Linked DNA regions of Rattus norvegicus: region 2 is linked to region 1. A link is a contact called in public Hi-C data. All regions are on one chromosome and are shown on one strand. The core of a region is the stretch at or near the end of the contact, and the rest is flanking DNA. Distances in the headings are between cores, read along the strand shown.

The links. Hi-C and Micro-C count contacts between places; a contact is called where the count stands out from the background.
Region 2: a Hi-C map of hepatocytes shows a contact between it and region 1, with 2.0 times the contacts expected there. The contact joins two enhancer-like sites. A contact is called at or near these places in 5 of 12 Hi-C or Micro-C datasets (the A7r5 cell line, frontal cortex, hepatocytes and 2 more) and 1 of 1 datasets of contacts at active chromatin or transcription factors (oligodendrocytes).

The regions. Positions count from the first base shown.
Region 1 is chr16:6,898,561-6,902,848 of GRCr8, reverse strand. It overlaps Btd (biotinidase), which reads right to left. Exons shown (of 4, transcript NM_001012047.2): 4 at 2,138-3,612. The coding sequence ends at 2,440. Among named protein-coding and RNA genes, the nearest start is that of Btd, 29 kb to the right of the region's middle. Within about 2 kb of position 1,883, at least 59 of the 93 cell types and tissues checked have an H3K27ac peak or open chromatin away from gene starts, as enhancers often do. A contact at or near this core is called in the A7r5 cell line, where this site is marked.
Region 2 is chr16:7,133,321-7,137,608 of GRCr8, reverse strand. It overlaps LOC134482452 (a long non-coding RNA gene), which reads left to right. Exons shown (of 3, transcript XR_010058562.1): 1 at 1-2,626; 2 at 3,131-4,288. Among named protein-coding and RNA genes, the nearest start is that of Ankrd28, 79 kb to the right of the region's middle. Within about 2 kb of position 2,503, at least 58 of the 93 cell types and tissues checked have an H3K27ac peak or open chromatin away from gene starts, as enhancers often do. A contact at or near this core is called in the A7r5 cell line, where this site is marked.

The DNA of each region.
Region 1 (4,288 bases), core at 634-3,133:
ATCGGTGTATTTCCCCTGAAGTGCTTGGTTTCCTGCATTCTCCCACCCTTTGTTCTGCCATCTGGCAACTTCCCTTCACCGTAAGAGTCCTCTTGTTCACCCCCCATCATAGCTGTGGCCCTTCTGTCTACATGAGTGATTCCTTCTGCATTGTCCTTAGTGGTCTGGGCGCTAGTCAGCAGGGACAAATGAAGATCCGACAGGTATGAGATGTCACTTACTGGGAGGACTGGATGTAGCCATTCTGCACTCAGGACGCTGCTTCCTATACCTGCTTTTCATGCAGGTTTGTGTCATCTTGGCATGAAGTAGTGATATGCATTTTTTTTTCTTTTTTTCAGAGCTGGGGACCGAACCCAGTGGCTCTACCACTGAGCTAAATCCCCAACCCCGTGATATGCATTTTTAAGAGTCTCTCTCTCTCTCTCTCTCTCTCTCTCTCTCTCTCTCTCTCTCTCTCTCTCTCTCCAGGTTTGGGGGCAGGGAAGCAGCATGGACTGGGGACAGCCACATCTGGAGCCACATCTAGCCTGCCAGCTCCCGCCTGCTGGCAAAGTCTGCACTGGGAGGGCAGGCGGGGACTGTCATCTGGTGGGAGAGGTCCTGCACCATTCCCGGGGGACTTCCTAGGGCGAAGGACTCCCAGGACTTCCTAAGGGATTGAGCTGTTCATTTCCTCAAGACTTGACTCATCCCAAACCTCTGCAAGCAGTGAGTCAACCCGGGCCGGCGCCACCAAAGTCTTGTGCTTTGGCATGATGCCTGTGCTTGCCCCAGGGGTGAGACAGCATCTGAAGGTGTAAACCCATTGCCTAGGCCGTATTCATAAGAGCAGTCCACTGGAATCCAGGGTACACGCTTAGTTGCCCTGCCAAGGACCAGAACAGGGCCTTCCCTGCCAGAGTTGGGAAGAGTTCAGTTTTCATCTCAGTTTGGTAATTTTGTTGTTGTTGTTTTAGAACTGGAACTCACTATGTATCCCTGGCTGTCCTGAATAGACATCTGCCTGCCTCTACCTCATTCTCACTAATACACTCCATGGTACAAGTACACACACACACACACACACACACACACACACACACACACACACACACAGGCATGCACGCACGCACGCGCACACACACACACACGCACACACACACACAGGCATGCACGCACGCACGCGCACACACACACACACGCACACACACACACACAGGCATGCACGCACGCACGCGCACACACACACACACACGCACACACACGCACACGCACGCATGCACACACACACATTTTTTGAAGCATTAAACAGCAACAACATTACAAGGCAAATATCAGAGGGCTATCCATTTCTACGCTTTATAAAAAAAATATAAAAATATTAGGGAAACAATTACTCTACCCAGAAGTAATACCTTTTTAAAATGGCTCTGAACGTTGGACACAAATTAGACATCAGTGGCCTATAAATGCCTTCACTGTTCTGACCTTGTCTGTCAGTTTCTAGTGGGGAACTGTGACTGTGGCAGCCCCTGCTGTGTGCACCGGTGGGGCCTTGGAGAAGGCTGCTGCTGGGCTAAGTAAAGTGTGTGACCTCGGCAGGCTGACCAGGCAGCTCCCTTAGCTTATAGGGAACCTGGCCACTCTGGGCAGAGGAGACCAATTTGTTACACATTTAACTAAACCAGTGTCACTGTATCCCACACAGTTGAGCAAAGCTCAGCCAATGTATTAAAGAGTCTGGAATCCCTAGATGAGCCGCCTCAGACAGAAACATTCTTTTACTCAAGTTTTCCAGTCCCTCCTGCCTTCCCCACCGAGGCACTCTTCCAGCTATTCCCGGGCCCGCCCACACGCCCATCTACTGACAGCAAGGCAGCTGTGAGAAAGGCCTCTCTTCTATTTTGAAAAGCTGTTCCTAGGACTACATTTCTGACACTGCTAGTGGCTCTGGCATTGCCACCTCCTCTGGATAGAGTTCCTGCTGGCCAGAATAGGGACAATCACCTCAGCAGCCTTTATGCGGCTTTGCTTTGAGAATGCATTTCTTAGCACGGAATGTGTTAGGGCTTGGGGGAACATCCACAAGGCGTCTCTAGCTTAGCAATGAAATATGCAAAACAAGACAAAGGAAAACCATCTAGTATCCCGTGGGTTTGTAGAATGGCAGCTGATGTTTATTTTTTTTTTTTTTTTTTGGCTTAGTCTTTAAAACCAATTGTGTAGTAGTGGTAAGAGGGTGTGGCTTGAAAAAGAATAATGTGAATAGAAAATACCAGAAAATATCTCAGTCATTATGTAGAAAGGAAGGAGGAACTGCCTCTCCCATCTTCTTACAGTTCCCCAGGGTGGGATCCAGTGCCACAGGGGCGGGGCGGTTTTCCCAGTGTTTGGGATCTGTGGGCCGTGGGAAGGCAAGGCCAGCCTGCAGAGCCCAACCTGCTGACCACAGTTTTCCTAATTCCTCTCATACAACCGCCCATAGAGAGCTGCCGTCACCAGGCCGGAGGACAGTCCCCTCTTCCTCAAGAAATAGTGGTCGCTCTCCCACCCGAGCTGGTCAGGGGTGTCTAGGGTCATCCCCGAGGTGAGAAATAAAGGGAAGACATACAAGGTGCTGAAGTTCCCCCACAGATGAAAGTCAAACAAGCCCTCGGCCTCCGAGATCTCCTGCCCGCAGGTTTCAAAGCCAGCGCCCCCGCACTTGACCAGGGCACAGGCTTGAACGTAGTAGGTACCGTGCACTGTGTGGAGTCCGTCAAAGACACCCAGGGCATATAGCTCTTTGGACAGGGCGGGCCTCTCGAAAAGTAAGTGGCAACAGAGACTGTTGGAGCACACCTGGAGGTGGCCTTCCTTTCCCCAGACGGGGACCAGGGTGAAATTGTCATACATCATCTCCGAGTGGAAGGTAGGTGGTGCGTTCAGGTTCCACTTGGCAGCCTCGTCGCAGCGCACTTCCTGGGCATCCTTCTCACAGTACGGATCCCCAGACAAGACTTTTAAGAACTTCCTATGGGACGGATCCATTTCACTAGTTGTATTCTCTGTCCCAACGAGGCCCTGTGGGTTTGTGGCTACCCGGGCAATTATAAGGTGACCTTCGGGGTCGTCCATGTTATGGTACCAAAAGGACTTCAGAGGGGTGTGTATGCCACTGCCCGTCATCCCCAGAGTCGGGTGGTGGATGTTAGCTGCCAGAACGGTGACGCCGAAGGCGGTGGCGAATGCTTTCTGGATTTCAATGGCTGCCAAGAGCGGCAGCTGGTTCATCCAGGCCGTAGGGTACGCAATGTGCTTTACCTCAAAGTCTCTGAGGAGCCGGACCGCGGGGTCAAAGAACAGGATATCAAAGCAAGTGAACATACCGAACTTGCCCGCGAACGGCGTATCAAAGGTGGTGAGGTCCACGTCAGCAGGGCTATCGAAGGCTTCCTCAAAGTACAGGTTGTGCTTACGGTAGCGGCCGACGAGGGTTCCGTTGTCACTGAACGCGACGTTTGTGTTAAACTGGTATCTCCCGTCCTGCGGGCACCCAGGGTCGCTGCCGAGGCAAGGCTGTTTTGTCCCAAGATTGGCCACCAAGAACATCTTTCCCTTGATGGCCATGCAACTCAGGCGCTGGAGGACCTGGGGTGGGCAATGCATACAAGAGATGAGTTTAAATCCTGCCTTTTGTGGGGAGCATTTTTGATAAAAATTTTCGATAAAAAAAAAAGCCCCGCACTGTGTCTATAATATATAAGCAGCTGTCACAAGTCAGTGAGGAAAAGCTTCGAGAACATACAAAGGATCTATCTGCACAGGTGGCTCACAGGACAAATATAAGAAGCACCGGGACCCCTGCTTAGACTCAAGAGTGACGACTGGACGGAAATCAGAGTGAGATGTTTGTCACCTCTGTCAGAACCGCCGAGGCTCCAGGGAGGGGTCCACCTTGTGTTGACCCAAGGGTAGAAAAACAGGCTCATAAACTAGTGCTGGAGATATAGAATGCACGATGAACACCTTTAATCTCTAAATTTAGCATTTAAAAATATACTGTGTGTAATTTGGAAAATTCCGTTGCCAAGGGTTTTACGGGAAAACTTGAAATAGTGAGAGTTAAAAAGAAGGTAGCATATCTCCTATAAGACAGGATGCTGGCAAGGGTTAGGTTAAAAAAAGAAGAAGAAGAAAAGGAAAGGAAAGAAAAGAAAAAGAAAAGGAAAGAAAAGACACAGCACAGCATTGCTGGAAGGCTCTGGCGTGGGATGAAGCCAGGCAGTGTGAACTTTTTTTTTTTTAACGACTTGTTTACTATATT
Region 2 (4,288 bases), core at 1,254-3,753, 230 kb before region 1:
TCTGTAAGAGCCCTAAACTGGAAACTGCCCAATAGCTCACACAATAGAATAAATATGTAATTGTAACAAATTCACACAATGGCACCTTATGCAGCGCCAAGAATACATACAGCTACATATAAGGAATCTCATAAATTCAAAGTTGACTTGAAAAACCACAGCCATTAAAAAAATAGTTTTGCATCATTTTATTTACAAAAGCAGAAAAGTAGAAACCAGGCAGTCTGGTCTCGGTGGTGCTGGGAAGGTTCCCTGGGAGTGAGCAGTTTTTATACACACAGTTACCGAATCTAGGGCTTGAATCTGGAATCCTATGAAAACACCAGGGCAGTGGTGGTGCATGCCTTAAATTCCAGTCCTTGGAAGGCAGAGGCCAGGGGAGTCTGAGTTTGAAGCTAGCCTGGTCTACAAAGTGAGTTCCAGGACAGCCAAGGAGAGAGAAGCCCTGTCCTAAAAAAAAACATAGATAGATAGATAGATAGATAGATAGATAGATAGATAGATAGATAGATAGATAGAAGAGAGAAAAGAAAAGAAATCTACTGAACCGTAGACTATATAACACGTGCGACTTCCAGCATGCATAATAAACTCCGAGAAGTTGTTGTGGTTTGAAATGGGGGCTTAACAGTTAACTCCATCACTCAGTGATTGGAAGAACAAGACTGACCTGGCCTCCCTCCCCTGTGAACTGGGTCAAGGTGTCCTAGGGAGAAATTAGGTCTGCTTTAAGGGGTGCTCGTGGACCATCTTCCTTAGCAGCAGCCTTAAAGGGAAGAGCTCCAGTGGCAATCTGGGAGCTGGTGGGAAAAAAATGCAGCCACAGAGGGAAAACCAGGCATTAGGAGCAGAGAGGATGCGACTATGTCCAGAATTTACTAATGGCATTCCCCAGGTACTCCTGACACGGTGTCAAGGACCAGGAACACCTCAAAGTCCAATGGAAATATTTAAGGGTTTAAATAATGTTTAATGATCCCAAGATGAAAAATGGAAAATACAATTAGTATGTATTTTATAGTTGAGTGTCCACAAACAAAACATAACACTATGCCTAAGTAATTCAGTGTTTTTCATGCATGAGCAAGTACATTAGTGTCAGGGGTTTTGGTCGAACTACGGGGTCTGATTCAGGGCATGTAGTGAGCCAGAGAGTTTGCAAGATCACAGGCTTCCAAATGGTACCCTCACTCCGGGTCCACGGCCTTTTAATAGCCCAGGGAGTCAGTTACCTAGTGACATGGTATAATATACTGGAAAAAAAGGTGACATCAAAGTTTCATGTTCACACATAGTTCAGAGCAATGTTTTTATTGTAGTAAGAAATGCATAATAAATTCACTCACCGTTTAAGTATTTTAGGTGTACAGTCCAGCAGATTAGTCAGAATCAGTCACAATATTTTTATTTATATCCTCAAACGAAAGAACTCCCCAAGCGGTCACTTCCGTTCCCTTCGCCTCTGGCCTTTAATCACTGTTCTCCTCTCTATGGATTTGGCTGCTCTAAGCACTGCCCATCAGAAGATTCTCACAATGTTATTTTCTTTCCCCTTAGCTCATGTTTGCCCAACGTAAGTCTCATCCACGTTAACATTTGTGCCCGAATTTCATTTCGTTTTAAGGATAAACAATATGCCCCTGTGTACACAGGTCTACAATGGTCTGACCAGTTGTCTCCTCCACAAATTTATATGCTGCAATCCTAGCATCCAACATGGTAATATTAGGAGACACAAGGGACAGGTGTAGAATTGAAGTATACCGCACAGAGATTGCTCACACTTTCCACCATGTAAAAGTTCTTCAACGAGAAAGGTCAAAGAGAGCCCTCACCAGAAACTAAATGTACCTAGAGACTTAGTCTTTACCTATACAGTCTCAGATTGCCCAGTCTCCATCACCCTAAGAAACAGACTTCTCTTGCGTAGATGCCACCCAGCCACTGATATTTTCTCACAGTAGGCCAAAGGAACAGACAGCATCAGATTTTGCTTAGCCACGCATCCATCTTTAGAAATGAAGCCTGTGCCCACCGTTTGGCTGCGGTGAATGGCTGTAAACACCAGTGCGCAGACGCCTCCTCAAGGCCTTTCTTCCCATCCCTTTACCCAGAAGAGGGATTGCTGGACCATGTGGTTATTTATTTCATGTTTCATTTATCTGAGATAACAAAAGAACAGCTATTTTTAGACATCCTCAACTACTATTTGAATGACCCAGATGGACACATTCCTCAGTGGCCGCTCTGCAGTTGTCTCCTGTGTGGACTGCAGGCCAGCTCGTCAGTGCTTTCACTAATAAAATGCAGAGGAAGTGACACTTGGCCAGCTCCCAAGCTGACCCTTAATGGACCTGGCAGCTTCTACTTCCTTCATCCTGGAATGCTTACTGTTGGCACAGTCCTTCTTGGAAGCCAGCCACCGTGCTCTGAGGCGATACAGGAAGCCGCATGCAGATACCACACAGAGAAGAACCAAGGTCCACAGCAGACAGCCCTGATTCAACTCCTAGTCAAGGTCCTAAAACATCCGCATTCCAGCCATTCCAACCCCGCCTAGTCCCTGCTCAGCTCCCAGAAGACTTCAGATCCTTACTGTCCGAGCTTAACGCAGAAGATCCACCCTGTGAGAGACAACCCATTGTTATTTTAAGCCACAAAGTTTTGCGGTCACTTGTTACATTGCATTAGATAAATGAAACAAAGCAACTTCAAGCCTTTAGAGAAAGAGAAAAACGTGTTACATTGAATCGTATGGGTAGAACTTGAGATATCAGTACAGGGCCTTCAGACTTTAAATATCTCAGGGCTTTACAAAACACATGTAAGGTGCGTGGTGGGAAATGACCCCTCAAATAGTCCAAGCCTGCCTAAAACCAGCAGGTAGGGGTGTGTGTGTGTGTGTGTGTGTGTGTGTGTGTGTGTGTGTGTTTAGTTTTTTCGGGGGTGGGGCACTCTTTTGAGGCAGGCCTCACTATATAGCTCTCTGGTTGTCTGGGGACTTGCTATGTAGACCAAGCTAGCCTCGAGCTCATAGAGATCCCCCTGCCTCTTCCTCTTGGGTGCTAGTCATAAAGGTGTGGCTAGATTTTTTTTTAATGGAATTATGATGATGTTCATTTGGTTACAGATCCAGCTACCCTAGGACAGAACCTGGGCTAGCTCTTCCCATCCTCTTCCCGAAGGAGGCAGCCAAGAGCTTCTCTTACACATGTGGCTTGGCTTCAGGGACATTTGAACTCTTAATCAGAAGCTTCCTTCTTTGCGGCTAAGCACCCGGTCACGCTTTTGGAAGATTGCAGGTGAGTTCAACCAAGTCTGCCTCAGATTCCTGTCAGGTCAAAAAATCAGAAGTCTCTATATGAAGCTGTACACTGGTTGGCAGAGGTGTGACCTCATTTAGGCAATCCTGGATCCCTGAGCCTGCCTGCCACTGCCAGCCTCTGGGAGGAAAGCAGCTTCCTCCTCTCTCCGTTCTCCCACATGCTGGCACAGGGTTCACACCTGAGGACCTGCTCTGCCCTTGGGGAAGAAGGAGTGGAAGGTCACGGGAACTTTGTTATTCATTAACACATAGTGAGCATAGACTGTGCACCATGTGGGTGCTGTGTGTGGGCACCGTGCACATGTCAGGTAAGTAGAGGAGACGTCAGGTAAGTAGAGGAGACATTTTCTTCTTGTCACAGAGACTATTACCCAGTAAAGACATGGGAAAATGAGCTGAAAGACAGCACAAGTGCCACGTCTCTTCCTGCACTGGGAGCCGTTCGCATGGTTTTGTTTCTGTGGAGTGTTCTGTCACTTGGGGTCAGTGCATATGACCTCATGGCAATCCATTGAGAGCACTGGTTCTCAATCTTCCTAATACCAAGTTGTGGTGATCTCCCCCATCCATAAAGTTATTTTTACTGTTACTTCATAACTGTAATTTTGCTACCGTTATGAATCATAATGTAAATATCAGATATATAGGATATCTGATATGCAACCCCTGCGAAAGTTTGACGCCACCAGGGGTTGTGACCCACGGGTTGAGAGCTGCTGATCTAGAACAGTCCTCAGAATGCATTTCTGAGGCATAGAGATGGTGAAAATAGTAGCTGGTGCTTTCTTATGCATTCATTGCTTCGTTCTCTTTCTCCCCCATGGAAAGTAGTCTTGAGAAAGGTGGTATCTGGCCTGTCTTTCTCCCTAATGTTTCTGGAGCTTCGAAGACACTAGCTAGCATATATATGCTCAGTAAACCCAAAGAGATGAAGAAAAACATAGAATTAGCATCTCCCTTTTT